Linked DNA regions of Sus scrofa: region 2 is linked to region 1. Evidence: chromatin contacts called from public Hi-C data. All regions are on one chromosome and are shown on one strand. The core of a region is the stretch at or near the end of the contact, and the rest is flanking DNA. Distances in the headings are between cores, read along the strand shown.

The links. Hi-C and Micro-C count contacts between places; a contact is called where the count stands out from the background.
Region 2: a Hi-C map of embryonic fibroblasts shows a contact between it and region 1, with 3 times the contacts expected there. The contact joins the promoter of DDR1 here to the enhancer-like site in region 1. A contact is called at or near these places in 3 of 5 promoter capture datasets (fetal skeletal muscle, liver and skeletal muscle), 25 of 47 Hi-C or Micro-C datasets (adipose tissue, alveolar macrophages, blood and 15 more) and 2 of 2 datasets of contacts at active chromatin or transcription factors (alveolar macrophages and skeletal muscle).

The regions. Positions count from the first base shown.
Region 1 is chr7:23,341,234-23,344,344 of Sscrofa11.1, reverse strand. All of the region lies in intron 1 of LOC102164321 (a long non-coding RNA gene), which reads right to left. Among named protein-coding and RNA genes, the nearest start is that of DDR1, 38 kb to the left of the region's middle. Within about 2 kb of position 1,519, at least 19 of the 83 cell types and tissues checked have an H3K27ac peak or open chromatin away from gene starts, as enhancers often do. A contact at or near this core is called in adipose tissue, embryonic fibroblasts, omental adipose tissue and 3 more, where this site is marked.
Region 2 is chr7:23,378,867-23,381,977 of Sscrofa11.1, reverse strand. It overlaps DDR1 (discoidin domain receptor tyrosine kinase 1), which reads right to left and starts at 1,506. Exons shown (of 17, transcript NM_001123105.1): 1 at 1,416-1,506; 2 at 1,223-1,325; 3 at 787-1,015. The coding sequence starts at 1,506.

The sequences.
Region 1 (3,111 bases), core at 270-2,769:
TTTCTCGCCTCGCAGATTTTCTTCAGCTGATTCTCACCATGGCTTTAGTTGACTGCTGGCTTCTTGCTACCCAGCAGCCAGGGTGGTACAATGATGCAATAATCAACCACATTTCCAATTTTGTTTTAGCTTGTTCAAGAGCAAAGCAATCATTACCTCCAGGTCCTGGAGGGGGGCTTAACTACCTTATTTAATTTTATGAGAACGTTTATGGGAAAAGGGGCCAGATCTGATCTATGTCCTTCTGAGCAGAATTGAAGGCCACCCACCCTCTGCTACTATATAATTATCTGCATTACATAAAAAAGGAGAAAAACTGTTTATACCCTGGAATCTTACTTCAAAGGGGTTCTTCTGGTGGAAATGTGATGAATAATGTTACTGCCCCAGGATGACAAAGGATAGTGCTGACACCCGGTAGCCTTGTGATGTGTGTCATATTTTAGATTATAAATATAAGTGATGTCTTTCTCTTTCTTTTTTTTTTTTTTTGTCTTTTTGTTGTTGTTGTTGTTGTTGTTGTTGCTATTTCTTGGGCCGCTCCTGCGGCATATGGAGGTTCCCAGGCTAGGGGTTGAATCGGAGCTGTAGCCACTGGCCTACGCCAGAGCCACAGCAACGTGGGATCCGAGTCGCGTCTGCAACTTACACCACAGCTCACGGCAACGCCGGATCGTTAACCCACTGAGCAAGGGCAGGGACCGAACCCGCAACCTCATGGTTCCTAGTCGGATTCGTTAACCACTGCGCCACGACGGGAACTCCCAGATGTCTTTCTCTTTCTGACGTACTTCACTTAGTATGAACATCTCTAGGTCCATCCATGTTGCTGCAAATGGCATTATTTCATTCTTTTTCATGGCCGAGTAGTATTCCATTATACATGTACCATATCTTCTTTATCCATTCATCTGTCCATACATGGAACTTAGATTGTTTCCTTGTCTTGGGTATTGTGAATAGTGCTGTAATGAACATAGGGGTGTGTTATCTTTTTGAATTATAATTTTGTCTAGGTGCATGCCCAGGAGTGGGATTGCTTGATCATGCAGAAAAAAGATTAGAAATTTTTAAAAATCCATACACAATTTATTAAAATCAAAGACTACAGAGAGAAGATATTCAGTAAGTGAGAAATAAAGGACGTGCATCAAAAATAGTTGGGTTTTATTTTTCTGAGCCAGCCCCTCCCTTGTTTCCATGCCCTTCTTTATATTAAAAAAAAAATTCAGACTTTGGAGACATTTCACAAAAATCCTGCCAAGGAAAATACCAAGAATTCAATGGGCACAGGAGCCCACAATGCAATAAAGAGAAAGCCACAAAATGTTTTGGATGGCTTTAAAAGTATGTTACATTTATCATTGTTGATTATAAAATGTGCATGAAATATCACATTCCTAATGTTTTCCTCAACCAAATGGAATCTGCTCTGTGTTCCAAACTGCTAGACTGTGAGGAAATTCAACCCTAGTCATTAGTGGGGCTCCCTCCTCCCTTCATGAGATCATAAAACATCAGGGGTTTATTCAGTGCCAGAAAAGCTGAGAGCAAGGCCAGGTCCTTAGTAACCAGTGGTGGCTGTCACAGCTCAGGCTTGCTATAATAAAATACCACAGACCAGGTGGCCTAAACAGCAAACATTTCTTTCTCACAGTTCTGGAGGCCCAGAAGTCTTAGAACGAGGGGCTAGAAGATTCAGTGTCTGGTAAGAGTTCTCTTCCTTGTTTCCAGATGGCCAGCTTCTCTCTGCATCCTCACATGACAGAGACAGAGGAGGGATCTGGTCTTTTCCTCTTCTTATCAGGGCACTAATTCTACCACTGGGGTCCCACCTCATGACCTCACCTAAACCTAACTACCTTCCAAAGACTCCACCCCCAAATACCATCACGTTGGGGATTAGGGCTTTGACATATGAATTTAGGGGTGATACAAACACTCCATCCATAGCAGCAGCCATGGTTTCCATTGATCCCTCTTCTTTCAGAGGTTTCTGTCAAACCCTGGTGTCCTCTGGATCAGGCACTGCCCCTTATGGATGTCCATATCACTGACCACAGAGTTCCCCTGGGGTACCATGTCCTGTGTCCCTAGTGGAGAGAAACCATGTCCGGCCTCTCTGGGCTTTGTCCAGCCATCTTTCAGCCTAGGTATGCCCTGGGAAAAATCAGAAGCCTGAGTCTCCACTACTCATTGAGCAGAAGGTACCAAATTTCCAGGTCCCAGAGAATCTCAACCTCCGCTAAGCACATACCCACAACCCACTTCTGTCTCAGCCTAGATGTTTATACATGACCCTAACACCAACACTCACCCACCCTCTCCATATCCAAAACAGAAGCTCAGAAATGAGAACAAAAACTTCATAACCTTCTCAGTGAGGGAAATACACATAGAGCAACAAGAACAAAACAAAAAATAATTCCATAATAAATTATCCTGCCACAAGCCTGACAGCTAAAAGAATTCTAATGAAATGAAGATTTGGCAAATACTGTAGCCACACTGGCAAAGTAAGTTAATGAGATGGATTCTTACAGAGCTCATCATGGACACGAAGGCTGTGGACTAGGTAAAGATTCAGCTGTTCCTGTTACCTATCGCTGCATAACCACTCCAAACCTAGTGGCTTAAAACCACTCACTGCATAACTACTTCAAACCTAGTGGCTTAAAGTTAGTGACTTTGTCAGTTCGCAAGTCTACTCCTATTGATATCAACTGGGGTCACTCAGGGCCATCATTTGGCAGATGAGCTAGTCTAAAGAGTCCAGGACGGGAGTTCCTGTTGTGGCTCAGTGGTTAACGAATCCCACTAGAAACCATGAGGTTGCAGGTTCGATTCCTGGCTTTGCTCAGGAGGTTAAGGATATGGTGTTGCCGTGAGCTGTGGTGTAGGTTGCAGACGCAGCTCGGATCCTGTGTTGCTGTGACTCTGGCGTAGGCCGGTGTTTACAGCTCCAATTAGACTCCTAGCCTGGGAACCTCCATGTGCCTCGGGAAGCAGCCCTAGAAAAATGCAAAAAGACAAAAAAAAAAAAAAAAAAAAAGAAAAAGAGTCCAGGACAGTTTCCCTTACACCTCTGTCTCCTTGGTGGGGACAGCTGGG
Region 2 (3,111 bases), core at 257-2,756, 38 kb before region 1:
GAAGCTAGGGAGTTCCCATTGTGGCTCAGTGGTAACGAACCCGACTAGGATCCATGAAGATGCAGGTTCGATCCTTGGCCTCGCTCAGTGGGTTAAGAATCCAGCGTTGCCGTGAGCTGTGGTGTAGGTCGCAGATATGGCTTGGATCTCGTGTTGCTGTGGCTATGGTGTAGGCTGGCAGCTACAGCTCCAATTCATCCCCTAGCCTGGGAAGTTCCATATGCTGTGGGTTTGGCCCTAAAAAGGCCAAAAAAAAAAAAAAAAAAAAAAAAAAAAAGAAAGAAAGAAAGAAACTGGGAGAACAGTTTGGTGACTGCTGCACTGATCTAAGCTGGTAGGGGCCCAGCCTAGGGCCATAGAGGTAGAAGTGGTAAGAAGGGGTTGGATTCAGGAAACATCATGGAGCTAGAACAGCCTGGCCTTGCTAAATTACGCTAAATAATGCTTTGGAAGTAGAAGGTGAGAGAAAAAAAGGAATCAAGGATATCATCTTAGCTTTGGCCTAAGCAACTGGACATACGGCAGTACCACTTGCTGGGGAATGCTGGGGGAGGAACAGGTTTAGGGTGGGAATGGGACTCAAGTTCAGCTTGAGAAGTTTATGGAAGTTTGAGATGCCCATTAGACATCTAGGTGGAGAGTGGTCAGGTCTGCAACACTAGCTGGAGCTCAGGGGGGTGCCTGGGCTGGAGAGGGGAGACATTACAAGTCATCAGTGCATAGGCAGTACAGCTGGAGGGGAGAGCAGAGCCAGCCTTCCCTGGGCGCTGCCCCTGCCAGCCTTACCTCCTGGCCCCAGCGGTCCCTCCAGTCCATCCAGCGGAGGCCGTCTCGGGAATAACGCAGCCGGTAGCTGGGGGAGAATTCCTTGCCCAGGCCCCCCGCGTGCCTCCCCTGGGTGCCCACCAGCGCCACCAGGTGCAGCCGCCGCAAGTCCACCTGCAGGTATTCCTCCTCCTTGGGAAACACTGGCCCTGCAGGGCACCATGCCCCATCTCCGTCACTGCTTTCCAGCCTGGGAGGAGGCAGGAGGTCACAGGGAACACCTGGCCTGAGGTCTGCCTCAGTCTCCAGTATTTAAAGTCCCTTGCCCCCGCCCAGTACTGTGGGGGTTTTATTGGCATTGGCCCTCTCATAAGCCTCTTGGCTTGGGCAGAGAGTTGGAAGGGTGAGTGGAGGCCCCAGGTGCTCCCTCTGGGGCAGCCCCAGGTATGCCAGATACCTGCTGTGGCGAGCCGCAGTGGAGTCTGACCAGGAGCTGGAGGCAGAGATGTCACCATCTGGGATGGTCCGGTCCTGCATGCCCAAGGCATAGCGGCACTTGGCTGGGTGAACACAGGCATACAGAGGGTCATGGCTCCTGACTCGGTCTCCCAAGCCCCATCCCTCAGGGACCCAAGAGCCAGTCTCCTCACCAGGGTCAAAATGTCCCTTCATGTCAGCATCTCCCGTTGCCACCAAGAGCAGCAGCAGTAGCAGTAGAGATGAGAGGGCCCTTGGCCCCATAGCTCCTATTCCCTCGGGCCTAAGGGGGTGGGGGCAGCATCTCTGCAGGGAACATAAGGGGTATTGGGGGGGGAGTAAGTTAAAGGGCAATCAGGGAAACTGAGTCACAGCCAACAAGAGACAAATAGAATGGGCTGCTTTGGGATAATTGCAGTGATAATTGGGATAATTTTTAGACTGTTTCCCATGTGCCAAAGACTGAGCTGAACTCTGGTCCCCTCCCCACCTAGGAACTTAATTCTAAGAGAAGTGGGGGAACCCAGCACCTTCCAATCTCAATGTTCTCTATAGCCCTTCTGGTTCCTGACCCAGTAGCCTCAGTAACATCTGGGCACTTGGGAGAAATGCAGAATCTCAGGTCCCACCCTGGACCTGCTGAATCAGAATCTGCATTTTAACACAATCTCCAGGTTATCTGTGCCTATTAAAGCTTGAGAATCCTCACTCTTCTTCACTGGTGCCCAGGCAGCTTGCCGCCCCTCCCTGCCCCACCTCCCCGCAAAACCATTCCAACGACTAGTTTTTTTTTTTTTTTTTTTTTTTTTTTTTCTTTTTTTGCTATTTCTTTGGGCCACTCCCGTGGCATATGGAGGTTCCCAGGCTAGGGGTCTAATCGGAGCTGTAGCCACCGGCCTACGCCAGAGCCACAGCAACGCGGGATCCGAGCCGCGTCTGCAACCTACACCACAGCTCACGCAACGCCAGATCGTTAACCCACTGAGCAAGGCCAGTGATCGAACCCGCAACCTCATGGTTCCTAGTCAGATTCATTAACCACTGCGCCACGACGGGAACTCCCAACGACTAGTTCTTATGAACCTAGGTATCTACCCTCCCCAGCCTCAGGAAAAGCAGTCCTGACCAGTCCTCTTCCCAACAGAGGTCTTCACTGAGTCCTCCAGGCCCTGGAATCCTTGGGGACCCCTAGGGCCACCCTTCACACCCTTACCCCTTCTGTCATCAGGTCCAAAGCATCCCATCCCCTCTCCCTGCTATGCCTTCCCTTCCTAAGACCCTGCTATCCCCAGTTCCCAATTTCTGAAGAAAGAGCCCAGGGCTGAGGAAAAGGCTGAGTTGCCTTGGAGATGAGGGCGGGCCTAAAGACAGGGAAGCCAGGTCACCCCAGGAGGTAGGAGGAGTATGGGGGATACTCCCCCATCCTTTTGTCCTCCAGCTGCTCCCATAATGCTCCAGGGCAGGAATGTAAGAGGCAGCTGAGACCCCACAGCTCCAAAGCAGCAGCTGAGGGGGTTGACTGAGTTGTGGGGGGACCTGGGTATCAAAGGAGAGCTGGAACCAGAAGCATCATGCCTGGTCCCTTGGAAGTCCACGAGCAGGCACAGGGGAGCAGGCTGCCAGAGCCCCAGGCAGCCAGCCTGGGATTCCTGGGTGCTGCTCTCCACCCCCACCTCTCCCGGGAACAGCAGGGCCCTTGTTCCCCTGAGTAACCTTCATGCCTATCCCAGATGAGTCATCAGAGCCAGACAGAGCAAGAGGAGCCCGGGGCAGAGATACAAAGACAGGCAGAGGATAGAAGGCAGGGGGAGACAGGGCAAGAAACACAAAGCAAGAGGTAAACAGAGCAGGCTTCTAAGCACACGGCAC